Linked DNA regions of Mus musculus: all the other regions are linked to region 1. A link is a contact called in public HiChIP or PLAC-seq, Micro-C and promoter capture Hi-C data. All regions are on one chromosome and are shown on one strand. Each heading gives the region's core, a stretch centred on a gene start, on an enhancer-like site or on the middle of the called end of the contact. The rest is flanking DNA. Distances are from core to core; before and after follow the strand shown. Region 1 holds the start of Fubp3 (far upstream element (FUSE) binding protein 3). Region 2 holds the start of Lamc3 (laminin gamma 3). Region 3 holds the start of Ncs1 (neuronal calcium sensor 1). Region 4 holds the start of Fibcd1 (fibrinogen C domain containing 1). Region 5 holds the start of Fam78a (family with sequence similarity 78, member A). Region 6 overlaps Gpr107 (G protein-coupled receptor 107).

Region 1 (4,663 bases), core at 984-3,483:
AGACTTTTTCTTTTTAATTCCCTTCAAATCATTTCTCAATGGTAGTATGGACTTCTAGCTGTTGCCACTAAGAAGCAACACACCAATCTCTAATGGGCTCATTACCACTTAAGGTAGTGGTGTACTTCATAAATAAGAAACCCAAAGAAGCCGGGCGGTGGTGGCGCACGCTTTTAATCCCAGCACTCGGGAGGCAGAGGCAGGCGGATTTCTGAGTTCAAGGCCAGCCTGGTCTACAGAGTGAGTTCCAGGACAGCCAGGGTTACACAGAGAAAAAACAAAAACAAACAAAAAGAAACCCAAAGGAATATTTCCTTTTCCTCACTCCAAGTTAGGGCAGATTTAACAGAAGGTATCTCCACCCCCACCTCCCCAAGCAAGTCTCAGCAATCCTTAAAACTTCACTAGGATGGCAGAGGCAGGCAGAGGCAGGTGGATCCCTGAGAGTTCAAGGTTAGCCTGATCTACAGAGCTAGCTCCAAGACAGCGAGGGTTACAAAAATAAACTCTGCTTGGAAAATAAATAAATAATTCTCATAAGCTGGGTAGCAGTGCAAAAAGCCTCCAACCCCCCAATACTCAGGAGGCAGAAACAGATGTCCGAGTCTGAGGCCAGCCTGGTCTACAGAGTGAATTCCAGAACGGCCAGGACTGCATAGAAAGACCTTCTCGGAAGAAAAAAAAAACAAAACAAACAAACAAAAACAAAAACAAAAAAACAAATTTATTTTACATTCAACTAAGGAGGCCCTGAGCTTCCTAAAGCAGCGACTGTAATTGTTAGTGGTCGAAGAAAGCCAACAAGATGGCTCTGACACTCTAGCATTGAGAGAGATCCAGTACATCTTACCAACTAGTGAAAAACAGGGTTCAGGGTCTTGTCCAGCAAAGGAAAACCATGCCCATGAGCAGAGCGGTGGATGCGGAGCTGGGCGCAAGGTCATCCATTACAATCATGGAGTAACTGAAGTATCATCACACTATTGGATACTCACTGCTCCAACTAGGCAGTAACAACCCACCAGAGAAACTTTTGGGTGAGTCCAACATTTGTGGTAGGTTATAAAACAATGTCTACAGAACCATCAGTATTAATATGCAAAGTATAGGGGAGACAGGTAGGGTTTCCTCGAAGGACTACTGGAAAGTGATGAAAAGACCCCATTTTCACGTGACCGGTCAAACTCTCCCAACAATGAGTCCTGTGGCAGGTATTCTACTAGGAACCAAACCGTCATTAGTTACACAGCCCGACTTTCAAAGAACCAGAGAGTTGACAAAGTCAGAGAAGATAAACATCACTGGATAGAGGAAAGTTTGAGCGTCGGGGTAACTTGTCACTAAGTTTCAGGCAAAATACAAGGACAATTTTGTACTAGGCACCATGCCAGGAGCCAGAGAGGTCCCATATTCATTCAGAGAAGCCTAAGTCCTCTAAAAAGCCAGTTTCACTGACAAAACGCACAATATTGCCAGATGGTAGTTTCACGGTCCGAACGAGTCCATCCCACACTCTTCCCAGTAGAGTTAAGACTAATCGCCAGAAGGAACTCTCGAGGACCACCCACTTAACACCTCCCCTTCTCTCTGCAAAATAGAGAATTTCAAATATAAAATATCCTCGAATTTCTTCCAATATGCTTGAAATGCATTAAGTGGAAGGCGAGGTTTCCCAAAGCTGCAGAAGCCACGTCCAGGGCGTGAGATGGATGCCTGGGGTCTACAACCAGGACCTGCTGGGATCTGAATCATGGAGAGCAGGCCGCTGGGTGCAGTCGGGCGCGCGGGCGCCAGGAGCGCTTGGCAAAAGCTTCCTCTGGCCCCGGAGCTCCCGAGGGAACCGCCCGGGCCTCCCGCGACTCGCGGCCCTAGGCGCCCACCGGAGGCGTCGGCGCAGCGGCCTCCCGCCCCCGGCCTCCCGCGCCCGTACCTGCCGGACCCGGTGCAGGGCATCCACAAAGCCCTCAGCCTTCATGCCCACCGGAGCGCTCTGCCCCTGCACCAGCTCCGCCATAGCCAAGCCCACCGCCACCGCCGTCGCTCGGCTCCCCCGGTCCGGCCTCCCACTCCGCTCCGGGACCCGTAGCCGGAAAGGGAAAGTCGCCCCACTTCCGGCGGAAGGGAAGCGAAGGGAAGGCACTGCTAGCTCAGAGGGAGACAGAGAGAGAGAGAGAGAGAGAGAGAGAGATAGGTTGGGGGAAAGCAGCGTCTGTGAGGCGGGGTCTCAAAGCACGTGACCGCTGTCCGGCCGGAAGTGGGGGCGTGGCCGTGGCGCGAGGGGGGCCTGCCCTGGGCACAGGCAGATGTCCGTCAAAAAGACCAGGTTGCGACCCCGCCCTCCAAAGGCGTGGGCCCCAGGCCTTTAGCAAGCGTGGGACCGCCACCGCGGCGCAGGTGCGGCCTTATAGTCCCCCGCTGTGTGGTTTTGCCACCTGACGGAGGAGAAACTTGGACTTGGCTCTTCCAACACCTTACCCAAGCCGTCGAGGTGCACTGGCAGCCCCCTCCCTCTCGAAGTGGGGTCGTGGTGTGCTGCATTGACTGAGATTGAGCACCTTACTTGGTACTAGGACCCTTAGTACGGCAGGGCTCCGCCTTTGCTGCAGGGAGTCCCAGGCTCCAGAATGGGCCATCAGTTTGCCAAGGATCGGTTTGATGACACTGCTCAAAAGAAGCCTGGTGTCCTCTTTCACATTCTTTCACCCGGGTAACAGGAAATACCGTGGGACCATCATTGCTTCCGGGCCTGCTGAGGCAAGAGATCTTTAGGAATGTTTGAATGCTTGAGGGGAAGGAAAAGGGGGGAGTCTCACTTCAGAACCCCCTGCCTCCGTCAGAACAAAAAGTTACACCCCACTGTGCCAATATGTATGGGCAGTGGGTTTGTACGGAAGTTCAGGAGTTCAAGGTCATGTTCTAGGTCACCCGCAGCTAGCTACTTGAAACTCAATTTACTATTCTTTCCTTCCATTCTTCGTTTCAGTGTGTGCGTGTAGAATGTGTCACCACATACATGTGAAAGTCAGAGGACAACTCCCTAGAGTTGGTTATATACTTCCACCATATGGGTCCCGGGAATCAAACAGGTTATCAGGTCTGGCAGCAAACACCCACACCGCGGAGCCACCTCATCAACCCTGAGGCTCTCGTTTTTTTTTTTTCTTGGATTCCTAGAGTTTGGCACATAGCAGATGCTTAGGAAACTAATTCTAAGTTGAATATCGCTGACTCTGAATGATTCCTAGATTATGGCAAAATCAAAGAAGCTGGCCAAACTGCACAGGTTGATCACTTTAGACAGATCATTTCCAAACCCGTAGGGGAGACCAAGCTGGCACTCTGGATGGTGGAGAGTTTTCACTTCATCTATGCTTGAGTTTAGCAAACACAGAGTTTCAATCTTCAGGACAGACTTGGCCCTACTTGACGTTTGTCCTACCAACCTCTGAGGAAACACTGTCCACTCTTCCATACTCCCAACTGGCTGGCCCTGATGAGTAGAAATGGGATGTTCTTCTATCCAGGGTCTCTTTATCTAACACTTATTACAAACCCCCTGTTGATTTGGTTGGCGCTTGGTATCTGTTCAATGAATACGTAAAGAATTTTGTCCAATGAGGACAGGGGAAGCATCTTAGACAGTGAGTGCAGAAATGTTGCTGCCACCACCCAAGTGGCCTACAGGCAGGAGCCCAGTCTAATTTGTTTACTAAAACATTGAGGATAATTTAAAGCTTTCAAGAAAGCACAAGTAGCACAGAGTTTTTGTTTTTCCCTTCTGCCCTTTTTTTTTTTTTTTTTTTTTTGGAAGGGGGGGTGTTCGAGACAGGGTTTCTCTGTATAGCCCTGGCTGTCCTGGAACTCCTTCTGCCCTTTTGAATAGATAACTTTGGCAATGCATACTCACTCAAATGTGATTCAAACTCAGGAAATAAATGCCTAGCTAGGATTGGCTGGAACAAAGGACTGACAGCAGAGACTCGGTGGGAGGATAAGAAGGTGAGGTCACTCTGAGCTATACAATAAGGGTTAGCCTGTGGTAGAACCTGTCTCAAGACAGCTAAAACCCAAACAAACTGCATACATACTGGTTGTGAGTAGCTTTGCCTCAGAGACCAGCAGACGACTCTTCCGAATGGAGAGACAGCTCAGGCAGGAAAGGAAGCTCTTGCTGCACAGATGTGAGGTCTGTCTCCAGAAACCACATGGTTCTGGAGCTAGGGGAGATGGCTCAGCCACTAAGAGATCTTGCTGCTATTGGTTCCCAGCACCTACATCAGATGGCTCAGGACTTTCTTAAAGTCCAACTCCAAAGAATATAACACTCTCTTCTGTCCTACTTGAGCACTACACAAATGTGGTACACACACACACACACATAAATTATTTTTAAAATACTTTGCCAGGTAGTGGCAGCACACGCCTTTAATCCCAGTGCCTGGGAGGCAGAGACAAGCAGATCTCTGAGTTCGAGGCCAGCCTAGTCTGCAGAGTAAGTTCCAGGACAGCCAGGGCTACACAGAGAAACCCTGTCTGAAAAAAAACAAAACACAAAACCAAAAAAAAGCTGGACCTGCTAGTCCATGCCTGTAATCCAGAGCTTGGGGGCAGGGGTGGGGTGGGGGGTAGAATTTGGTTTGAACGAGAATACCCTGCACCCATA
Region 2 (4,138 bases), core at 1,619-4,118, 310 kb before region 1:
CCCCCAGGAGACTCTGTCCAGAGCTGTCTTCTATTTTCCCCTCCTAAGAGCCTTCATGGAAGGGGAAGAGGGACCCAGCAAACAGGAGCAGCAGGAAAACAGAGGGGCTGTTACCAGCCCACCGCAGCTAACAGCCAAGACACTCTAGATTTCTGGATATTATGAGTCCATGGCTTAGCTGCAACAGATTTAAGACACCCAGCCCCAAAATGGGCCAGCACAGCTGGGACCTGGATCGAGATGTCTTTTGGAGCAGGGTGAGCCCTTATTCTCTGATACAGAGCCCATGCGCAGAGCTCAACCCCCACCCAGGGCTTCCAACACATACATGAGGATCATGATGGCCCCAATCTGAGCACCTGTAGCTGTCACACTGTCCTCAGAGACAGCAAGTCTTTTTGGTTGGTTTGTTTGTTTGTTTGTTTGTTTTTGTTGGTTTTGAGGAAGAGCTGAGGCTAGCCTAAAACTCCTGATTTTCCTGCCTCTGCCTCCCGAGTTCCATCAGTTTATGTAGAGCTGGGGATGGTGGAAGCCAGGGCCTGTGCATGCTAGGCAAACACTCTACCAACTGAGCTATTTCCCCAGCTCACTCTTGTCTCCACTGTACACGCAGGGAAGCTGAGGTGCAACACAGAGCACTGACTTCCTGGTAAACGGTTTTCTATGTCTGAGTCCTAAGTCCATTGCATGATATCTACCCTATCACAGATTTCAGACCCATCAAGAGAACTCTGAGCTGACCGAGTGCCCAGGATGCTGTGTGGCACTGCATCCATCCATCCATCCATCCATCCATCCATCCATCCATCCTTTCACGGTACAATCTCTTCTGTGCCTCATGCCCGTGTGTGTGATGCCTTTGCTCACACGGATCTGTGGGTTCCAGAGGCTGCTTGTTGCAGCATCTAAGGCTGCAGGAGCTGCATCAGGCAAAGCCCAGCAGTGTGTAAACAGGGCAAACACAGGGTTCCCACTCTGACCACATGGCCCTGGTGCCCAAGGCTAGAGTTCCCTCCTTGGCATCTGGATTTCATGGGCACGTGTGACAGCCTTTGTTAGGGAACACAGTGTCTCCTTCCCTGCCCCAGATTCCTCCCATGGCCTTGAGGTCCTGCCAGCCCCATTGGCCACCACCTCCCCTAGCTTCCTGCTTCCTGTCTGGGCAGACCCCACCCCATCCAGGCTCCAGACAGTAGAGAGAATGTGTCCTCACCCCTGGGAACTGGGTTTGGGATACAAAGGGAATGTGCCTGCCTATGCTGCTGAAGGGGTTAAATATTCTTCCCACCTCCCTTTTCTGAGGACAAAGCTGTGGTGCCAGGGCTTTGCCACCCATGGCTAGGAAGAGCCAGTGTAGTCGTGGGTGGTACAGCACATGCCAAGTTTATATTCTGACCTCCATTGCACAGGAATGTGTGGGTCCTGACTGTCATTTAGCAGCTGTGTGTCTCTGCACAAAGCACTTAACCTCTCTGAGCCTCCAGCTTTTCACTGGGGCATAGTTTCATTAGATGTTATCCAAACTCTGCTCCTGATGTACCTTGGACTTTCAGAGGCGTGCTGAGGATGTATGTAGCTCAGGGGAAGAGTGCTTAGCTCACAGGCTTCATTCTGCGGCTGTAAGCTGCTCTCAAATGAGATCCAGTAACAAAATGTATGAATATTGGCCCTTACTAGGATACACCAAGGTTAGAAATCGCCTCAGGTCACGTTTAGTGTCAAAATGAGTTATGAAAATACCAAATCCAAGTTATCAAACCTTTGGAAGATTTACACAGTATTCAGGACATAGCAAGGAACCTGAGGAGATCGCTGGGCTCATCTGAACTTGGAGTGGGTAGAGAATAGTCCAGTTTCAAGGTAGAAGTGGACCCCTGGGTTCCCAGCCTCAAGGGCCTTGTGCTCCCTCATCTTGCCTCAGTCTGGGTGGAGCAATCAAGAACAATGCGGAGGGGCCACTCGAAACGCCCAGGCTGGCTATCCAGTGGCAGGAAGAAACTGGCTGTCCTGCCCAGGGTACTACAGCATTCACATTTGGTGGCAACTGCCCTAACGCCCATTCCCAAACTGCTCACAGCGTCAGAGGTCCGTCCACAGGGCATCGAAGCTGACCGGATTACAAGTTCGGGTCTTAGAGGATGGATCAGATAGATCATCATGGAAGTATGACCCCCACCTTCCTTAACAGTTCTTCCAGGGAATTGTTGCTGTACCCAGTTCCACAGCTGAGGGGAGCCTTCTGCTCCCCCAAGCCCTTAGGGGAGCCCCCTGGGCTGACCTCTTGCTACCCAGGGCTTGCAGGTTCTGACTCCTTACCCGTGGGGTGCTGCAGTCTGCCCCAGCGTGCACAGCCCTCTGCCTGGGCCTCCATGGTTTGGATATAAGGTGACAGGGTGCATGCTTACCTAAGCTCAAGGTCAGGTTAACAGAGGTGGGGTACTGCACCCCGAAGGCCATGGATGGGCTCTGCCACCAGGTGCTGTCATCGGGGCTGTGGAAGTCTGTGAGGTAGGAGGCGTCGTGGCGTCGTCCGGGGTCAGCATCGTCGCAGCGCTGGCACTGTAGCCCAGCCCCTGGTGCCCCCACGTGTGGACAGAAGTCCTCCGGGGGCCGTCCGCACGTGTGGGAGGCCTCGGCGCGTCGGCCGAACGCCGCGTTCTCGAACTCAGGCAGACAGCGCTGTGCGCGTCCCACACCGTCGTAGCAAGAGCCCATGTCCGCGCCTGCCGCGAAGTGTGTCTCCTGAATCACCAGCGCCATCGATGCCACCGTTGCCAGGAGGGACAGGACCCTGGATACAGCCATGGTCCTCGCCCCGCTCTGCACTGCTCCGGGATCCACTCTACGCTGCGGTCTGCGCTTAGCCCCTCTGCGCTCCACTGGCCCCTGGAGTCCTCCCCTGCAGGCGGAACCCGACGGCATCTGAGGGCGGGACCCATGCAGGCGACACCCCACCATCCGAGCTCCGTCCCTTCGTGCTCACCCCCACCTGCTGGACGTGCCTGGGAGTGCCTGCTTGTTCTGGCTGGGTCGTGGACTCGGGAACTGTGAACCTGGCTCCACAGTCCTCCCTGCAAAATGGTCTCGGTAGAGACACCAAGTTATTCTGCTAATGCGGCTCTTCTATGGAAGCTCTGCACTTGTGTACCTTCCTGAGCTGAAAGGCAAGACAAGCGCAGGTCTTCACCTGACAGAATGACCTTTGGCAGTTTTCCTCCGTACCTGTCCAGTGTTCTCTGTCAAAAGTGTTGCGCTCCTGGCGTCTCCTCCCAAAGCAGATATTGTCACCTGGGATTTATCAAAAGGCTTCCTCTTATCAACAGAGGCCTCCCCTTCTCTCCACCAAACTAATGTCCTTCCCAAGGCACCTTCTGGCCCTTGTAGACAGTAAAACAAAATGATCCCATGGGAGCGGGACACCGTCAGATTCCCACAGCCACGGTTGGATAGATCCAGTAAGACTCCAACCCTGCATGAAAGTTATGATCAGGGTTAAGGAAGTGGTTCTCTTGGGGTCTGGCATGGGTAGTCAGGGGTACAGGGCAAATTGTGGTAGGGAGCCTTGTGCTAGCCCCCTCTGGGGCCTCCTTCCTTACACTGCTAGCTAGATACAGGATCACAAGGACACCTTGAGAGGAGGACAAAGGCAAGTTTGGGATGAAAATGGACTCCTGTTGCTGTGGACGCGGACCACCAAGGAGGCCCATGTTCTTTGCCTCTGTCTGCAGAGCAGACTCCTGCACCCCTAATATCTCTTAATCAAGGGCTCAGCTTGGGTGAGGTCCTTAGATACTGTCTCAATTCAACCTACAAGGCTTCTATTGATTTCCTTGAGAGACTGAGTAGGCGAGAGACCCACACTGCACAACACAGAAGCCATTAGTCACATGATATCTGGGCCCCTTCTGTATCACCCATGGGGCTGTGGCAGAGCCCACACCTTGTCTCACTAAGACTGCCCCCGAATCTTCTCCTTCTATCTGCCTTTGCAGCCAGGGTCCCTGGAGCTAGCTTCTGTCCTTCTGGACGAATATTCTGGTATACATGAGGTCCCAGAGAAAGAAGGTTTCTCTACATATTTCACTTCTATAGCCTGTGTTGAGATCCCTGTGTGCTAACCATAGCCCTAATGGTGCAC
Region 3 (4,833 bases), core at 138-2,637, 330 kb after region 1:
AAAGCTACCCACCCAATCTGGAAAGAGAGAGTAGGCAGCCTGGGCTGGGAAGGATAGTTCTCCTGGATGTGACCTCCAAGGTGTCCAACTCCTCAGGACAGGGGCCAGGAGAGCCCAGGCAGTAAAGCCCCCTTTGTTCTAAGTCTGGGAGAGTGAGGAGCATGGGGCTAAGGCACTAGGTTGACCAAGACCTGCAAACGTGCTCAGAAGACCGATACCGGGGGTGGGGGTGGGGGTGAGAGCAGAGACCATGCACTGCACCAGAGCCTCCATCTACACCGAGCTGTCAGTTAACTGCCTGTCTTTCCGGGTGATGCAGAGCGCTCAGCCAAAGCTTCCCAGGACCCACTTCCAGGGCCACCCCTGGAGAGGCTGCGAGGAGGGGGGACACCTGGTGTGGAGGCACTAAAGATGCAGAGGCAGATCTGTGAAGTTGGGCAAGTGGAGAGCCACGCCTGGGACTGATCTAGTGGACCGTGGAGTGGGACAGACCTTCCTTCGCTCGTCAGCTCGGGCCATGTAAACCCATTTCCTGGTGCGGTAGAGACAGGAGAAGGGAAGGGGGGATGGAGAATACAGCCCAACCGTGCGACATCTAAGAGGGCGCCCAGGACCCTTGGCCCTCTACCGTCACTACCTGAGCGTTCTACCAGTCTCGCCAGCCCTCTTCCTCCCAACACAGTCACACTTGCCAGGGAGGGGGCGACAGGCCAACCTCGCAAGAGGCAGGAGCCGCAGCAGCATCATTAAGCATGAATCACCCACCCACCCTGCTCCAAGCAGGAGAGCCACACAACGCCCGGGCGCCCCCTCCTGGGACCACTGCCCCCCGCCCCGGCACAGCCCGGGTCCTTCGGACAGGAGGGGAGCAGCGGGTGGGCTGCGGATGCCCTGAGGACCCAGAGTGGTCCCTGGAGCACGCTGACAGGCGACACCCAGCCATGGCCGGGGGCGGGGGCGCGGATAGAACAATGGGCCAGGTGCGGGGCAGGGGCGCGGCCGGGAAGGGCGGAGGGAAGGTCGCGGCTCGATGGGGAATCGGGGATCTGGGATCGGGGCTCACTCACAGTAGGTTTTTCTGGTCAGCTCCTCCACAACTTCAGGCTTCAACTTGCTGTTGGATTTCCCCATGCTCGGCGGCCGCGGCCCCCGCTCCCCGGGCCGGACCCGCTCGGGGCGCCCAGCGGGAGCGGTTGGGTCGGGCCGGGGTGCGCGGAGGCCGGCAGGCCGGGCTGGGCCGGGCCGGGGCCGCGCCTTTGTCTGGCCGTGCCCGCGCGTCCCGTGCGCGGGGCTCCGGCGTGCTGCGCGACCGCGGCTGACGGTTCAAGGGGCCTCGGGGACCCGGCGAGGGCCAGGCCTTGGCGGTGCAAGCGGCCACGGCGAGGAGTTGCGCGGGGCTGAGAGCCGCAGCCGCCGGGGCTCGGTTGCCGCGGTCGTCCCTGGTTACTGGGCTGCGTAGCACATGCTCGCTACTGCTGCGCCGCCGCCGCCCCTACGCTCCCCGCCTCCCGCCCGCACCGGCGCGCCAGGGGTGGACTCGGAGCCGCCACTCATCGCCCGGCGCCACCTCCCGCCCAGCTCCGACAGGCGCGAGCTCCGCGTTGAGGCACCCCCTCTCCTGTTGGCTCTCCGGGGACGCTGGGAGGTCGCCGCACCGCCCCCTCCGCCGATCCATTCCCCCCTCTCCGCAGCGGCGTGGGCAGGGAGGGCCCGGAAAATCGGACGTGAACGAGGCCAAATCCCTGCCCGGCGCAATTCATTCATTCCACTTAGATGTGTTGGGCGCTGGGGACCTGGCGGCCAAGAGGACAGACGCGATCCCAGACCTCTCCAGGAGCATCCTGATGTGCTGGCTGGCATGGGTTTCGGTGGGAACACTTTTGCCTGGCCTTGAGGGAAGTGACTTCAGATTGAGAGAGGAATGGGGTATCAACCTGGAAGGGGTCTGGCCTGGGAGGGAGAGCAGCCTCTACACCCGGGGCTCCAGGCAAGGCTGGGAATGATCTGAGGCCAGGCAGAAGGGCCAGAGCTTCTGGAGACCAGCCTGGCAAGCCGCTTTCCCCAAAGACCTGGCCTCTGTCCCCGGTGCCCAGGAGTACTTGCAGTTCAAACCTTCTCTGTTGTGGGGCTTGCTTGAAGTGGCCAGAGGGAGCAGAGCCTGTTGGTGGGGCTCCATGCCTGGAAGCCTGCAGCTGGGGAAGGACTCCAGGAAAAGGATGGCCTGCTCTCCCCTCCTCCCAAAATGTCATCGTAATTGAGACCTCTCCTGACTTTCTGCCCAACTCTGTCTCCTTAACAGCTCAGGAAAACTTGGACCTCTTAGTCCATTGGCGCTTGCTTCTTCCAAAGAATGAGCCTCAGGGGGAGGGGAGCAGAAATATGTCTTGCTCTCAGAAGGCCCTGAGGGCCAGTGGCAACTTCTGTGAGCCAGTCTTAGTAGCAGAGGCCAGGGAGCCAGCCCAGCTAAACAGGGAAGTGGGTGGGGAGGCAGTAGGATCCCTGGTTCACAACTGGCTTAGACAACATTAGGAGGAAGAGTTCTCAGGGAAAGGCATGAAAATAGATCGGGTAGGGGAGGAATGACCCATGCCAGGAACCAGAGCCCTGGAAAGACCATGGCAAGATGAAGCCATTCCCTCCTGAGCCAGCAGGGATGCAATCACGGACAGAATTTCTTTTTTTCCCTCTCAGAGGGTGTAAAACCCTGCCTGGGGCGATGGTACCTTTCAACCCCACCTCTTGCATGTCTCCAGCCTTCAGATGGTCTCGGTTCCTTCCCTTACATGAGCCCAGGCCAGACCCAGGTCCCAGCTTGTTGGTGTGAAGAGCCCGTTCGATACAGGAAGTGAGCAGACATGGATCCTGGAAGCTGGCGCTGTGCCACAGCTAAAGGAATTCTCGCTAGAGGTTGGAGCAGGGTGTCCCAGCTTTGAGGATCGATTCAAAATGTACACGAAGGAAAAGCCACAGAAAGAGGTTCAGAGCTGGCCAGCCTCACCTGAACATCCTGCTCAGACAGAAACCTTGGACCATGGGTTAACAGTTGAAGCCTTAGAGAGCTGTGAGCCAGGCCTGTCATCTCTTGGGAGATGGAGGTAGGAGGATCAGGAACTCAGTGGCAACCATGGCTGCCATATAATGAGTTCAAGGACAGTTCTATGCTCTACAGGAACCCAGGGGTTGTTCCATGTGTTGGGTGCTAGACTGAAGACTGAAGACACTGCAGTGAGCAACATGAGAAATGGTCGTGTCTCAAGCCTGCCCAACAACAACCACTGGTCACCAACACCATGACAAGAACCAGGACTCTGGGGGATACAGGAGTCAGGGAAGTGCCTGGTTCCTCACAGTCACGGACACCACTGATACCGGGTTAGTATTTGCTAGGCACCCACTGATGCCAGGCCCCTGGGGATGTTGAAAAAAATCCTTGCCTCAATAGAACTCACAATTTAGCGACCAGGGAACAATAGAAATCATGAACAATTCACGAAACAGACACTATGTTACGTAACCAAGGAGAAATGGCTCAAGCAAGGTTAGGCAAGGGATGCCAGGTACAGGCCAGGATCTGTGAGGCCCCTGGGAGGGAATCTGATCAATGACCTGAAGCAGGGAGAAGGGCATTGAGGACCAAGTGAGGCTCTGTGTAGAGCCAGGGAGCACAGCTGCGACAAAAGCAGTCTCAGAGGGTGGGTGAGGAAAGGCAAGAGGGTGACTGGGGGAATTATAATCCAATGGGGTCTATTCTGGCTCATGGCTGTGGAGGTTCAAGGTCCAAAGACTCCACTTGGTAGAGCCTTGGGCAAAAAGACAGGGACAAAGGGAGAGAGAGCACTCCCTCTGCCCCTTCGCATAAAAGCCACCAAATTTGCCAGGCATTGTGGTACACACCAGTGATTCGAGCATCTGCCCAGCTGAAGTGAAGGGCTGAAGCTTGGGGGGGGGGCGGGGTCAGGGGGGCGGTGAGCTGAGATCAAACCGATGGGAGCTGGGGAGCGATTCAGTGAGGAAAACAGCTACCTCACACGTGTGTGCAGGCAGGAATTCAGATTCCTGCACCCCTGTGAGTGTGAGGTGGGCATGGCAGCCTGCCTGTACTTCTAGCCCTTGGCAAGATGGCTAGCTGGCTAGGCATGCGTATACACACCCCACACATACATGTTGGGGGCTGGAAGCCAGGCATGGTGGTGGACACGTCTCATTCCAGGGCTGGGGAAGGCAGAGACAGGCTTAGCCTAGTTGGAGCCCATGTCCCAGTGGCAGTCCCTGTCTCAAAAGAACAATGTGAGTGGCTCCTGAGAAATGACACCTGAAGCCAGCCTCTGATTTCACATACACATGCATGTGCCTGCCCACACACCTGTACACACACATACTCATTTTTTTTAAAGACACCAATGCTGGCTCACAACCATTCGTAACTCCAGTCCTAGAGGATCCGATGTCTTCTCCTAACCTCCAAGGGCACCAGGTGCGCACATGGGGTACATAAATACACGCAAGACATACATTCACATAAAATAACAAAATAAATACACCTAAAGAAATCTGAATGTTTAAAAAGCCACCAGTGTGAGCCACAGCAGATGGCAAGGTAGAAGTAGGAGACTGGGGTGAGAGTCACATCAGGGAGACTCACTCCAGGCAGTCACGCAATCTAACCTGCCTAACGTCATTGCCAGGTCAGTGAGGCTGGGCATGACAAGTGCTGAGTAGAGCCTGCATTGGGCTCATGTTGAGGAAAGCAGAGTCAGGCACCTGGAGAACTGGGAAGGACTGGGAGACAAAGGCGGCAGGGACAAGGGAATGTCTGTGACCTGGGCGGCTAGG
Region 4 (4,585 bases), core at 1,260-3,759, 270 kb before region 1:
CAGGAGTCCTGGGTTCCGTGAAGCCCTGCCTGGTCCCTGAGCTGGCTAAAAGGCTGCATCTGCAGAGGCCAGCATGCTTAGCTCAGCCATACTTGTCCCTGTCACTTGGCCCCTATCAGCCTGGCAAGAAGTCACAGCACACAGGCACAGTGTTGGTCTGCTCTGCTCTGTGGCTCCTCCCAGGAGCTTCTCCTGCATCCGTGCATCCCGTTCACACCTCCCCATGGGGCTGATGGGCCTGTGTACACTAGGGGCTGGTGCTGTGTACAGGGGCTGAGTGTGCTCCTGCCAACCCAGGGCCACCACTGATCGTCCTAGTGTCAACTGAGCTGAGAGCACAGCTGTGGCAGAGTGGAGATAGGGCAAGGCCACCCCTATCTGCACTCCAGCAGACAGGAGAACTGGGGACTCTTGCTGAGTTGGTGACAGGTCCCAGCAGCAAACACTGCTGGGAGGAGCCACTAGGTGGCCCCCGCTTACCTGTCCTTCCTCAGACCCAGAAGCAGAATGTCCTGAAGGCGCCCATGCACACCTGCGTGTGTCTCCCATTCAGAGTTTGGCCTCCCTTGTCTTAACCATCAAAGTGGCGTCCCCTGAACCAAGTATCACCATCCTAAACAGGCTGACAGCTCTCCGTGTACACCCAGGGACCTTTGGACCACATCTCCAGACCAGGACTGCCCAGGGTGATTTTTAGTGTACACCTTGCCTAGCTCTTCCCGGGGAACTGCAGAATCAGACTTGGGATCCTTAATTAATGCTTGCTTCTTATTTATTTATTTATTTATTTATTTATTTATTTATTTATTTATTTATTTATTTATTTATCTATATGAGTACACTGTAGCTGTCTTCAGACATATACCAGAAATGTGCATCAGATCTCATTACAGCTGGTTGTGAGCCACCATGTGATTGCTGGGAGTTGAACTCAGGACTTCTGGAAGAGCAGCCAGGGCTCTTAACTGCTGAGCTACCTCTCCATCCCTAATGCCTGCTTCTTGTGAGGGCGCTGGGAAGCCTTCGTCCATTTCCATCCTTGCTTGCTCAATGAGGAAACAGGTTCCGAGAGAGCAGAAGCCTGCCTGCGTTTATAGCGGGAAGTATGAACCCCAGCTAACACTAACCCCTCAGATGCTTATGTATGGTGCCTGCCTCTGAACCCCGGAAGAGAGAGCCCTTCAGAGTGAGGTGCTGTTAACCCTTTGGATACAAGGGGAACCTGAGTCAAGAGAGGTTCAGTGGCCAGTAATCACAGTTTCCTGCTTAGGCCTGAAGGATCTCTGGGTCACCTACAACCCTCTTAAGTGATGAGGGAGCATGGGGGAGGGGTGTGTGCAGGGCGACACATGTTCATCCTCTAGGATGTGGGCTTCTGACCCCAGCCTGGGGTGACTGGGCAGTAAGTAACTCCGGCAGCTTACTGTCCGGAAGCCGGGCTGGGACCGCGGGAGACCCCAGCCACCCGGAACACTGGAAGTGCAGACTGTGGGATCCAGTTTCTGGCTGGTGACAGTCTGGAAGGGCACGTGGCCACAGTGCCTAGCTTCAGCTGTGGTCCCGGGACCACTCTGTCTGTGTTAGGCTCGGGCCCCACCCTCGCAAAGCCTGCCCCACGCTTGCCAGGCACCTAGAGGGACGAGAAGAGGGACGTAGACGAAGATGAGGCAACAGACTGGAAACCGGTGGGAGAGAGACGACGCCGGTGCCAGGGAACAGCAAGGCGGCCAGAGCGCCCCGAAGCCGGAAAACAGCTTTAAGAAATAGCGGGGGGCCCAGGCGTCTCTGCGGAGCTGGGGGGAAGGGCGGCTGGCGGGGCTCGGCGTGGGGCGCGTGGGAGCCACGCGGTCGGAGTCACAACAGCAGCTCGTTAACCGCGCAGATTAAGGACTTTGTCAATTACCTCCGAAGGCTGCTCGGGCGGATTAAACGCTTTAAAAAGTGTTGCTAGTGGGAGGGACGACTGAGAAGCCCCCACTGGTGGCTCAGATCCCTCCTCCCGCGGTTGGGATAGCTCCAGGCCGGCTTGGGGGGGGCGGGGCGGAGCGAGGTGTTGTTCGGGACTCCGGGTGGGCAGATGCCATAGGGGCCAGCCTGGCTGCGGAGTCGGGGACTCCAGCACCAGGCCACAGGGCTGGAGATTAGCGGGCCACGCGCACACTTGCCCCGGGACTGGAACCTCGGAGCCCCGAAAGGGTCACACGGTCTCTGCCTAGCCCCTTCCTAGGGACTTAGACGAGTCCCACCCGAGAGGAAGTTTGCGCGGGGCGCCGCAGGGCGCGCAGGTTCCTCGAGGAGCCCGTGGCTGTCGTCACGCTCGCTGCTGCTGAATAGTCCTCCTCACCCCCCAGCGACCGGGCTAGAGCGGGAGTCACTCTTAGAGCCCTCGGGGGGCGCGCGCGCGTGCTCGGGAAGCCGCGGGGAGCAATAAAAGGCCCTGAGGGTCCGAGACGAAGACGCGGAGACTGAGCCGGGAGGAAGAGGGCGGAGCGCGCGGGAGGCGCGGGAGCGGGACGCGGGGACGGCGCGGCGCGGGCGGCTCTCGGAGGCTCGCGCCCGCGCTCCCAGCAATCACACGCGCTCACACGCAGCCTAGCTGGCGGCCGCCGCTCCCGGGCCACCCCGGATCCCCGGCACCGAGGGGACCTCCTGCGAGTGCAACGCACCCTGTGCACCCCTCGCCTCCTTTGCACTCGCCCTTGCCCCGCAACCCCGCTGGTCTTGCTGGAAGATGGTCCACGAGCGGTGGAAGACCGTGGGCAGCGCGTCCCAACTTGAGGACCGACCGCGCGACAAACCGCAGGTACCCACGGGCGCGGGGACGGGTGTGGGGGCTGGAGTTTGGTGAGCTTGTGCAGAGCTTAGTGGGAGCACCTGCTCTCCTCCTCCCCTCAGCGGAGTCTTGAACTCTGGGCTCCCTGCAGAAGGCACCCGCTGCAGCCAGTCCCCACCCCCACCGGAGACCCCTGTGCTTGCTTGTGCAGAGGGAAGAGAAGACCTATAGTTGGTTGTGGATCAGCCCTTCAGTTGGGGACAGCCAACAGATGACCGCGCGCAGAGTCCCGTTCGCCCACAGCCTCAATGGGGGTCCTCCTCACTTGAAATTCCTTAACCTGTGCCAGGCGCCCCGCACATCTTTCCAGGCTTCAAGAACAGGACCGGCCCCCCAGATCCGCCCTCTTTACCTAGGCGCCCAAATTCAATTGGGGAACAGTAAATATTAATCTCCTATAAGAAGCCTAGGCACTGTGATTCTCTGACTTTCAGGAGAGCAAGGCTCAGAGAGGTCCCGCTGCAGCCCGAGGCCACGAAGCCCTACAGGGATTTGAACCTGGGTCTGGCTGATCCTCTCTCCCTACTGCCTCTGCAGGGACAGTGAAGTGTCCCGGCTTGGAGGATGCCCAGGGCTGTGCACTGCACCAGCTGGGACAGAACAGGGAGGGGCTGCTGAGGTACTGGGCATCCGGAGTCGGAAGCAGAGGGGTGGCCGCAGGACTGCCCCAGGCTGGGCCATCAAGGGACTGGCATAGACAAGCGAATTGAGGAGGCCGTTTGCCAAGGAGAGCAGATAATGGGGCTGCCCGTTTTAAATTTTAAATTTCTCCCAGACAGATGTCACTGGGGAAGGAACAGTGAGAGTTTGCAACCAGAGAAGGAGGAGGTGGCAGGGGTGGGCGTGGCCACTCCTCACTAATCAAAGCTGCAACCTGCCTTTCTTTCCGAGTAACACTGGTCTGGTAAGGGGACCGGCTAGCTTGTTTGCAAAGCTGGCTCTTCACTAGTATACACTTCCCATATCCCAGATGAAGATCAGGGAGGTTGAATATGCCCAAGCCACACAGCATGTGGGCCAGAGAGCAGGGACTCTACTTTTCTAACCTCAGACTGGTTCCATTGCCTCCCTGGGTGGTCTGTCCCCCTTCTTAACTCTTCCAGTCTTCACTGTGTCCCCAGGTGGCAGGGCCCTTCCTGCTGAGATCTTAAAGGAGCAGTGGAAACTTCAAGGCTACCCCAACCTGGTCCAGTCTTCCTTCCTTTTGGTATCTTAAAGATCCTGACTGCTATTTGCCTCCCTGGGCCGGATCCCACGTCCAGACATGTGCTTTCTCATTTGATTGACACCACCAGGCCTCCAAACACTGCACACCCAGGGACACCCTACCTGTTCTACAGAGGGTAGGAAAGAGGCTGCTCCCTCTTGGAGGCCTCCCTGGTTGCCTGGGGTAGGGCTCTTAGTCCAGGCAATTTCATTGTTTTTTAAATTGTGCCCCTAGCTCTAGTTCCCTGGGGCCACAAGTTCCCCCATTGCCCCCTGCCATTGCCTTTTCCAGAAGCCCAGCTGAGGTAAGGGCCATTGCTGAGGTCAGATGCTTGAAACTTCGCCAAGAGGAGCATGGGAGAGGAGGGATGGGGATTTCTGGGGAGTCTGCTAGAAATGGGGCTTCAAGGTGTCATGGGCCAGGTATGGCCTCCTGGACTCTGCTGCCCCTGGGAACCAGCTCCCAGCTGCACCAGGTAGAGCCCAGCTGGGCCTATGCTGGGTATGGGGGTATTAGTCACCCCTTCCATCCTCCGTGCCCGCTGT
Region 5 (4,750 bases), core at 614-3,113, 510 kb before region 1:
TCAGTGGACTCCAGCTTTGGGACTAACTGCAGGTATCCACCTGTGCCTACTGCAAACAGCCCTGAAAGTCAGAGTTAAGGGGCCGTGGTGGGGCACACCCTTAGTGTGACTGGCAGGTTTTCTGATGTCACAAACTATCCTTTATCTAGAAGCTAATGGCTTGGTAGGGGTGGAGCTAAGGGCCTGAGGCTACTTAGATTCTGGCTCTCTACTCCTTTTGACCCCCAGATGGTCTCAGCAGGGATACCTGCTAGATTGGGGTGGTGGGCAGGCCTTTTCAGTCTTCCTCTCTGGGTATTTTTTTCCTCTGTGAGACATACATAAGAACTTTCTGACTCAATGTCTGATGAATGTAAATTTCTTACATACTTGGGACCAACTAGCTGACAACCCTCTCACCATGCTGAAGATACAAACATGATCAATACAGGGTTGGGGTTTGGGGGTTGGGAGACACCAACTTTTCCCACCCTCCAAACCTTCCCAAGTCTTGGAGCTTCCCAAAACTTCCATGCTTTCCACCCAACCACCAACTCCGGCAGCTAGGATCCCCAGGGCAGTGCCCCAAGTCTCCTGAACTGGAAAGCTGCTGGCATCCAGAAGTCAAAGGGCAATAGGAACACCCCCAACCCCAGGACCCGAGAAAGACAGAACTACACTACCCAGAATTCCTAGGGTTAGAAAAAAAGGAAATGTCGTTTATGCAAGAAGAGGCTCAACTCCCCCAGCAGCTGCAGAGAGGTGGGAAAGAAGAGAGAGAGAGAGAGAGAGAGAGAGAGAGGGGGGGGAGAGTGTGCTGAGTGCCAGAGCTAGGGAGGAGAGCCGGGCGGGCTGGAGGAGGAGGCGGTGCCTACCCGCCTGCACGCTACCGCCTGCGGACCTGCATCCCACGGGGCGCACGGGCGAGCGCAGGTCCTGCGTGCGCCGGTGCGCGTTGTCGCGCGGCTGCGGACGAACACAGGGGCCAGACAGGCGCAGGGACCGAGTTTCTGCAAAGTTTGACCTGGTTGCCTTTCCGATGCTGCAGCAGAGCGAGGCGGCGCGGGGCGCGCCAGGCGGCTGCGGCGCGGCGGCGGGGCAGAGCGGTGACAGCACGCTCATAATGATCATAAAATAAGGAGGCGCTCGGGGTGGGGGCGAGAGAGCCCCGAGCCTCAGCCCTCCGCCCCCGGCCATCCCCACAGCAGCCCGGAGCCAGGAGGGGCTTGGGGATCCGAGGCGCCCACGCCATCCCCGGACCCTAGTAGATAAGAGCCAGGGGACACTGCCCAGGGGAGGGGGCGCCCCGAAAACGTGCGGGCAGAGAGGTTAGGGAAGACCGGAGGGCGGTGACCCAGGCACCTGGAGCGGCCCTAGGGGCAGGTGAGTTCGTGACGCCCCCTGGGTGGGAACCTGACTGCCAAAGTTCCTCGGCGGAGGCGCGCGCTCGGGACGCGCTGGGCTCAGCTAAGGCTCAAGCTTGGTTAGGGGAAACCGAGGCACGCGGTGGGGCGGGGGGGGGGGGCAACACGCCTTCTTGGTGTCCAGCCACCTCTGCCGGCAAAGGGCAGAATGCCTTAAAAGACCGGCCTGGGCTTGGCACTGAGGCCCCGGGGATCGAGACACTGGAGCGAGAAGGGGCGTTTCACGCTGGTGGCGTGGTACTGATGCGCAGTACCCGAGCCGGGAGGTCCTAGTGACCCACTGCGGTGGCAGTCTGAACGACCCCTCACCCCTCCCTCGAGCTAAACCGGTGTCAGCGGAGATGTCACGGGAGGCGATTATTCGCTGGTGCGCGCAGTCGTGCGGCCGCCACTGACGGGGCGGGCGGAGGGGGGCGCCACCTCCGGGGAGACCGCCCAGAGCTGCGCCGTCAGCTCCACAGCCCGTGCCCGGCGCACAGGCATCGCCGCGCCCTCGAGTCCCCCGCAGTAAAGTTCGGCTCAACTTTGCCGCCCTGTGCCTTCCACCTCTCTGCAGGTCCTCGGCGGCCGAGGCGAAGCAGGCGGCGGCGGATATCCGAGTGCAGTCCCGGAGCCCTGCGCGGCAGTCAGCGGCTACAGCGACAGTGGCAGAGGAACGCGCGAGTGGGCGCCGGAGGGGACCTGGCGAGCACCTAACCCGGAGCGCACCTCTCGGAAGGGCGGGTGGATACGGGCCTCACAGGACGTCGGACCTCTGCCGCTTGAATCGGAGCTCACGCTGCAATTGATTGGGCCCCGCCGGGCGGGCGCGTGTGTTCCAGGGAGCCGGTGCGGAAGGCAGAAGGGCAGGAAGTCGGCGTTCTGCAGCGAGGGTGGCGCGACCGCGCGGGGACCGAGCCTTCCTTATTTATGTGCCTGGCAGAGCCCGTCTGCTTCCTGCGAAGACTTCAGGGAGAGTGTCCGAGCTGCCATCCCCAAGTGTGAGGACGCAGCGCTGGATGTCAGAAAAACATGCTTCTCCATTAAACTCCAAACTTTTCTTTTTTTAAACCCAAAGAATATCGGTGGCTTTTGCCCACTGCTAGAAGAGGGAGCCCAGGGCTCTTGAGATGCAACAGAACCCATATTTATAACAGGACCCGGCAGTGCTATGCAAACCTCCTCTACTCCTTAAGTTCTCTAGCCTATGGATCTCGATTTTGAGTTTTGAGATTAGATTGAGCGCTCTGCACTGGGTCCTGCAACCTCCATCCTTTCAATGCCCTGTTATTTTTGGGACTGCTGGCCTTCCCTGGAGATTAGAGCGGTCCTGTGTGCCATGGGCTGTATTCAGAGCATCGGAGGCAAAGCCAGAGTCTTCCGGGAAGGGATTACCGTGATTGATGTGAAAGCCTCCATCGACCCCATCCCCACCAGCATCGACGAGTCCTCCAGCGTGGTATTGCGCTATCGGACACCCCACTTCCGGGCCTCAGCCCAAGTGGTCATGCCGCCCATTCCCAAGAAGGAGACCTGGATCGTTGGTTGGATTCAGGCGTGCAGCCATATGGAGTTTTACAACCAGTACGGGGAGCAGGGCATGTGAGTACTCCTGGGGACAGGCTGGGGGCCTTGAAGGCTCGGGGAGGCTGGAGCAGGGCTGCAGGGGTCTTTAGGCAGGGGTGGAACTGTCTCCAAGCCTTCTTGGGTCAGGCAACTCTGGGGAGCCTTTATGTTGATTAGGGTCCTAGCTCAGCTAGACCTGCCCTGCCATTATCCCTGGTGCCCAGGGTTGTTCTGTCCTCCCTGGCAAGATGCTGAGAGAACAAGAACCTGTGCCCCTTTGGTAAAGCAAGTGTCAGGGCCATCTGGGGTCACCAGAGAAGTCATCACTCTGCCCCCCAGGCTCAGGCCTCCATGAACCCATTAGCTGATGGGAGTGGTTGGAAGCCTCAAAACAGCTTCCAGACTTCTTTGCACAGGACTTTGCCGTGGGGTCTGAACTTGTCTGAGTTGTGTGTGGAGGCTCAGATGCACAGAAGAGCTTCGGAGGCCAGCTTTACCATTGTCAGTGGTGGTGGGCCGTGGCAGTGTGTGTTTGAAAGGGACTTCAGAAACCCAGTTTGCTCTGCAGTGTGCAGCTTTGCTCCCACTGGAGGTCAAGGGTCAGCATCCAGTGTCCCTCCGGTGGGGCCCTGACTAGGAGCGGCTAGAGGGACACATTGGTTTCATCTCTGTGGTTTGGTCTCTTAGAATGAGATAGATCTACATGGGACCCTGGAGCCCTTGGGTCTTGTTCTGCATGCTCTCTGGCCCCAAAGAAGGCCATTCCTCCCTGTGGAAGGCAAGCTCGTGGGGACTGTGGTGAAAGCAGCTGCTGAGACCCAGTGGTTGGTGGGGGTGTGGGGACACCACACACACACACACAGTCCCTGGCTTGACCCCTGTGGTGGCTCACCGACACTGTCTCTCGAAGTCTTTGGTGTCCACTCTACGTGGCCTCGCTTCTCAGCTTTAAGAGAGAGGTCTCTGGAGAGTTGGCGCTTATGTTTGGAGAAGTCCACAGGGCTAAGGGTAGCTAGTCACGTCAGCAAATGTGCCTTCTCCGTTTAGCGACTCTTAAGCTCTGCAGGAAACAGGAAGATGGGATAAGGCTTAAAACTAGGTTGTCACCCCAATGGCCTAAAACCACTGGGGCACACAGGGTCATTGGGCTCCCTGCAGCCCCACCCCTGCCTCTGAGCTCTTCCTCTTTTTTTTTTTAAGATTTATTTATTATATGTAAGTACACTGTAGCTGTCCTCAGACACTCCAGAAGAGGGCATCAGATTTCGTTACGGAAGGCTGTGAGCCACCACGTGGTTGCTGGGATTTGAACTCGGAACCTTCGGAAGAGCAATCGGTGCTCTTAACCACTGAGCCATCTCGCCAGCCCTGCTCTTCCTCTTTTTAAGCCTGGATACGCAGCTGTCCCGAGATGGTGGCAAGACTCAGGAATTCAGGGAGGTCTTTCACAAGCCAGATTCTCCTCACACCTCTTCCCAAATTTGCAAAGCATCCAGATGGTTGAGAAACACTAGGTGAACCTGATGGCTTCCCTGATGGCTTTGAGCAGCTCCCAGGGTATCAAGAGCCTGGAGTGACTTCACTCCACTCTTACCCACCTGGGTTCCTAGTTAGATGAATCTTGTGTACCTTAGACTCTCTCCAGGGTGTGACCCTAGGAAGTGTCCTAGCCACTCTGAGTGAAGCTGAGTGGGCCTAATCAGAGTTCCCTCTGTATAGCTTAGTGAGGGAATTACTCAGGCACCCTTTGCCCTCACAGCCAGCACTAGGCCAAGTTCATGGGAGTCCTGCAAGCAGGTGGC
Region 6 (4,442 bases), core at 1,934-4,433, 410 kb after region 1:
TGTTCTGGGATAGTCTAAGATCCAGAGTGTGGTGGAGCGTGCCTGTAATCCTAGGACTCGGGAGACTGAGGCAGGAGGACTGCTCCAAGTGTGAGAGTACCCTGGACTACAGAATGAAACCCTGCCATCCCCTACTGTCTCTTTAAAAAGGGAACAGGGGCTAGAAAGAAGACTCAGTTGTCAAGAGCACTTATTCTGTAAGTATTCTGTATTCTTGCAGAGATCCTGATTCTCAGCACCCATGATCATAACTGTAACTCAGTTCCAGGGGAGCCTCTGACAGCACCAGGCAAGCATGTGTTGCTCAGACAAGCATGTAGGCAAAATACCAACACACAAAAAAATGTTTTAAAAGGCAACTTACCAGGTAAGAAGAAAAGCCATCGTTCTTAGTCCGATCCAGACTGAATCCGATCTGAGGGCAGCAAAGAGAGGACAGACTAAGTCCCTCACACTATCCTCTGCCCTTGCCTTTCTTATTCCAAGCGCAAAATTAAGTTAAATAGCAACAAACACAGAAAGCAGTCCCCTCTGCCTGGCCTCTCATTTTTCTTAAGTGCTCTCTTGTTTGCTTTTTTTCTTCTCTCTCTGGCCCTGCGCCCTCAGGCCCAAAGATTTATTTATTATATGTAAGTACACCATTGCTGTCTTCAGACACTCCAGAAGAGAGCATCAGATCTCATTACAGATGGTTGTGAGCCACCATGTGGTTGCTGGGAATTGAACTCAGGACCTCTGGAAGAACAGTCAGTGCTCTCAACCGCTGAGCCACCTCTCCAGCCTGAGGGCTCTCTTGTAAGAAGGACACAGCTGCTCAAGTAAAATCATTAATCAAATATTTATTTAAGAACTACAGGATTTGAGAACTGCTCAGTGGTCAAGAGTGCTGGCTGCTATGCTCTTCCAGAGGTCCTGCGCTCAATTCCTAGCAACAACATGGTGCCTCACACCCATCTGCAATGGGATCCAATTCCTTCTTCTGGTGTCCAGGTGCACATGCAGATAAATCACTCACAGGCCACAACCTGAGGTTGGGAACACTCATCCAGCATGAGTAAGGCCCTGGGTTCCGCCCCAGCACTGCGCAGACTATAGGAAGCATAAAAGTAAAGCTGGGGCTGGAGAGACAGCTCAGTGGTTTGAGCACTGACTGCTTTTTTTCCCCCAGAGGTCATGAGTTCAAAATCCCAGCAACTATATGGTGGCTCACAACCATCTGTAATGAGATCTGACGCCCTCTTCTGGTGTGTCTGAGGACAGCTACAGTGTACTTACATATAATAATAAATGAATCTTAAATAGAGAAAAGTAAAGAGGGCCCTGTAGCGTGCTTTGGTACAGTGAATTTTGGAACTGTCAACACTGAATTTTCTCCAGTTTGGCAAGGAGGGAGGAGGCTGATGGAGTAACCCCTGACCCACAGGAAGACACTTGCCTCAGCATCCTTGTCCGTGGCTCCCTCAGGCTCGTTCACAGAGAGGCTGCTGACGTTGACCACCATGTACCCATCCTTGAAGAACCCGAAGGTGTTGAGATGGACTTTATGCCGCACATCATCCTACAGAGATTGGGGTTGATGTCTCATTAGTCAGCTTGTTCATTTGCTTGACAAGCTAGCTATGTGTCCGGTTTCATGGTGGTCAGTCTAAGTTTACATAGGTGCAAAGACAGACCCAGCTGTCACAAGCTACCCTTTAAATGTTGAAAAGGATTCCGACAGATGTCAAAGCCCTGCAGAGGGCAACTGTGGACTCATTCATTTCAGCATACTTGTATGGGCTCTGGGCAAATTGGTCAGGGTCAAGTTGACATGTGAATCCCACAGCAAGGTGAACCATGATTAATCAGCCTGCATTCTTCCTGAAAGAAGAGTGCCTGTCTTCTGGTAGGCAAAACTTTATAGAGGAGGCCAAGTCACAGGGTGCACACCTTTAATACCCACCCAGGAGGCAGAGGCAGGAGGGTGAGTTCAAGGCCAGGCTGGTTTACACTGAGTTCCTGACCAGCCAGGGGTATATAGTGAGAACCTGTTTAAAAGAAAGACTAGCGGGAGTGGTGGCACATGCCTTTAATCCCAGAGGCAGGCTGATTTCTGAGTTCGAGGCCAGCCTGGTCTACAAAGTGAGTTCCAGGACAGCCAGAGCTATGCAGAGAAACCCTGTCTCAAAAAACCAAAAAAAAAACCAAAAAAAAAAAAAAAAAAAAGACAAACAACGGCCCCTCAAAAAAACATAGGGGGCTGGAGGCTAGGACCTAGTTCAGTTAAAAACACTTGCTGCTCTTCCGTCAACCATCTCCCATCAACCACATTAGGAGGCTCATAACCATCTGTAACTCCAGGGGATCTTTTGCCTCTGGCTTCTGTGAGCACCTGCATTCATGTGCACACACCCACATGCAGATACATACACCTACATAGAATTAAGAATAATTTAAAATTTAATATTTATGAGGCTGGAGAGATAGATCAGCGGTTAAGAGCATTGACTGCGCTTCCAGAGGTCCTGAGTTCAATTCCCCGCAACCACATGGTGGCTCACAACCATCTGTAATGGGATCTGATGCCTTCTTATGGTATGTCTGAAGACAGCTACAGTGTATATAAAATACATAAAATAAATAAATCTTTAAAAAAATACTCCCCACCCCCAAAATTTTGTAATGTATAAAAGAAACCAATTCTGGCAGGGGAGGGGAGTGTTGAAGTAAGTACAAGCGCCCTGCTGCCCTCAGCTCCTCCCAGACTTTTGTCACTTGACCCTAAGTGATAACCAGTATGCTGGGCCTTAGGGCAGAAGCTAATGCAGAGGCCCTCCCAGGAACAAGTCAAGTGGAGACAGACAACTGAGCAGGGGGAATCCCGGGCGTGCTCAAGCCTCAGCCCACAGAGAAACATGCCCAACCCCTGCCTGCTCCATGTCTCAACTGATGCAGGACAACACATTTCAGGACCAGGACAAGATATCAGCAAAGCCTTCTAACACAGCTTCGTCCTGACATGTGACATTACTGAGACTACATGAACTGCCTGTGACAAGGTGGCTCTTTACTCATAATGCTGGAGCTACCCAAACAATAGCAGCTGTTGATGGGACCCTCGCCTATAGCTACAAGTTTCCAGGCCTCAGGGGCTGTCAATGGGACCTTCTGAGGGACTAGGATAAGCCCCACCCACAAGGCCAAGAGACAATGCCCTGGAAAGCTGCCACCAGGAGGGTCTTATTCCCTGGCTGACTCTGGCTCCCCATCCCAGCTAGGTCTGAGGGTTGGAGCACTGGCCTTCAGCAACGGTCTAATACAAACTCTCTCCAGACTCCTGCAATATCTCAGAATGGCACTCGCTTCCTCCCCTCCCCGCTCCAGCCAGTGTTTTCAACTCCCTCTTCCCTTTTTTGGTCCTCTGGGAATTTCCTTTACTGCAGAGTTCAGCTAGGCATTTGGAGCAGTGTGCTGCCTCTCACTTCCCAGTGACAGGAGACTGAGGCAAACCCACACTCCCACAGAGAAGCAATCTGCAGAGCAAAGCAAGCCCACTCACAATACACACACACACACACACACACACACACACACACACACACGACAGGATTTGGAGGGGACGGTGACTGCTCCTCAGAGAAAGGGACTTTCCAGTCACTTGAGGGAAAGGCAAGGCTTGAGAAAACTGTAAAAGCACTAATAATTGTTTCCTGCTGGCTACAGTGTGTTTACATTGGGGAAATAACCTGAGTTGTACATTTATGTTCAGCACATACGGATTTTACTTTTTTCTTGTATTTTGTTTATTTACTTGTGTGTGTATGCACATGTCACAGTACAAAGAAAAAGTCAGAAGACAACTTGTAGGAGTCCAGTCCCCCCTTCCAGCATGGGGGGCCCAGGTCATCAGGCTTTCACTGCTGAGCCATCTCACTGGTCCCAAACTTCCATTTTCAGAGTATAAGTCTTCTACTCTGTCCAACATGTAGGAAGTTTACAGCAGACACACATGAGAGGCAGAGGCAGGTGGGTCTTTGTGAGTTCAAGCCTAGAACAGCTAGGGTTACACAGTGAGACCTCATCTTTAAACAAAGCCTCACTGAGGCTCTATGAGGAGCACCATGCACCTGACACAGCAGCACACCTGTAGCGCACACCTGTAGTGCACACCTGTAGCACACCTGTAGTACACACCTGTAGCACACCCCAGCACTTGGCAGACAGTGGCAGGAGGATCAGGAGCTCAAGAGGATGAGAAGTTGGGTGGCAGCTCAGTATTCCTGCCCTCTCCCTGCTACTCTCCTGGAAATGGCAGCCAAGCTCCCTGACAATGGGACAGTACATCCTCATGTGGGGACAGAGAGGGTCTGCCAGAGCATCCCAAGGCTGACCCTGCCAGACACCAGCAACAGAGAGGATGCACTGGCCACCTCCTGCACAGGACCCAGCAGGGCTCTAAGGAG

Evidence for each region. Promoter capture Hi-C pulls out the DNA fragments that hold promoters and counts their contacts. Hi-C and Micro-C count contacts between places; a contact is called where the count stands out from the background. HiChIP or PLAC-seq counts read pairs in DNA pulled down with a chosen protein or histone mark.
Region 2: an H3K27ac HiChIP or PLAC-seq map of embryonic stem cells shows a contact between it and region 1, with 7 read pairs. The contact joins the promoter of Lamc3 here to the promoter of Fubp3 in region 1. A contact is called at or near these places in 8 of 39 promoter capture datasets (the 3T3-L1 cell line, the HPC-7 cell line, HPC-7-derived erythroid cells and 5 more), 1 of 484 Hi-C or Micro-C datasets (bone marrow-derived macrophages), 3 of 115 datasets of contacts at active chromatin or transcription factors (acute myeloid leukemia, bone marrow-derived macrophages and embryonic stem cells) and 2 of 9 other capture datasets (liver and macrophages).
Region 3: a contact with region 1 is called in a Micro-C map of embryonic stem cells, with 3 times the contacts expected there. The contact joins the promoter of Ncs1 here to the promoter of Fubp3 in region 1. A contact is called at or near these places in 1 of 39 promoter capture datasets (liver), 1 of 484 Hi-C or Micro-C datasets (embryonic stem cells) and 1 of 115 datasets of contacts at active chromatin or transcription factors (embryonic stem cells).
Region 4: an H3K4me3 HiChIP or PLAC-seq map of bone marrow-derived macrophages shows a contact between it and region 1, with 2.7 times the contacts expected there. The contact joins the promoter of Fibcd1 here to the promoter of Fubp3 in region 1. A contact is called at or near these places in 2 of 39 promoter capture datasets (liver and stem cell-derived epiblast-like cells), 2 of 115 datasets of contacts at active chromatin or transcription factors (bone marrow-derived macrophages and embryonic stem cells) and 1 of 9 other capture datasets (pancreatic islet).
Region 5: a contact with region 1 is called in a promoter capture Hi-C map of liver, with 4 times the contacts expected there. The contact joins the promoter of Fam78a here to the promoter of Fubp3 in region 1. A contact is called at or near these places in 8 of 39 promoter capture datasets (the 3T3-L1 cell line, 3T3-L1-derived adipocytes, cranial neural crest and 3 more).
Region 6: a contact with region 1 is called in a Micro-C map of embryonic stem cells, with 6 times the contacts expected there. The contact joins the enhancer-like site here to the promoter of Fubp3 in region 1. A contact is called at or near these places in 2 of 39 promoter capture datasets (hippocampal neurons and liver), 1 of 484 Hi-C or Micro-C datasets (embryonic stem cells) and 1 of 115 datasets of contacts at active chromatin or transcription factors (embryonic stem cells).

The regions. Positions count from the first base shown.
Region 1 is chr2:31,570,221-31,574,883 of GRCm38.p6, reverse strand. Fubp3 (far upstream element (FUSE) binding protein 3) reads right to left here and starts at 2,233. Exons shown (of 18, transcript NM_001033389.4): 1 at 1,931-2,233. The coding sequence starts at 2,014.
Region 2 is chr2:31,886,011-31,890,148 of GRCm38.p6, reverse strand. Lamc3 (laminin gamma 3) reads right to left here and starts at 2,868. Exons shown (of 28, transcript NM_011836.4): 1 at 2,406-2,868. The coding sequence starts at 2,805.
Region 3 is chr2:31,242,477-31,247,309 of GRCm38.p6, reverse strand. It overlaps Ncs1 (neuronal calcium sensor 1), which reads right to left and starts at 1,387. Exons shown (of 8, transcript NM_019681.3): 1 at 1,068-1,387. The coding sequence starts at 1,131.
Region 4 is chr2:31,843,929-31,848,513 of GRCm38.p6, reverse strand. It overlaps Fibcd1 (fibrinogen C domain containing 1), which reads left to right and starts at 2,509. Exons shown (of 7, transcript NM_178887.4): 1 at 2,509-2,803. The coding sequence starts at 2,732.
Region 5 is chr2:32,080,818-32,085,567 of GRCm38.p6, reverse strand. It overlaps Fam78a (family with sequence similarity 78, member A), which reads left to right and starts at 1,863. Exons shown (of 2, transcript NM_175511.4): 1 at 1,863-2,984. The coding sequence starts at 2,662. It overlaps Gm33126 (a long non-coding RNA gene), which reads right to left and starts at 299. Exons shown (of 3, transcript XR_374254.3): 1 at 1-299.
Region 6 is chr2:31,164,137-31,168,578 of GRCm38.p6, reverse strand. It overlaps Gpr107 (G protein-coupled receptor 107), which reads right to left. Exons shown (of 18, transcript NM_178760.4): 2 at 1,436-1,558; 3 at 365-415. Among named protein-coding and RNA genes, the nearest start is that of Gpr107, 14 kb to the right of the region's middle. Within about 2 kb of position 3,183, at least 107 of the 459 cell types and tissues checked have an H3K27ac peak or open chromatin away from gene starts, as enhancers often do. A contact at or near this core is called in embryonic stem cells and liver, where this site is marked.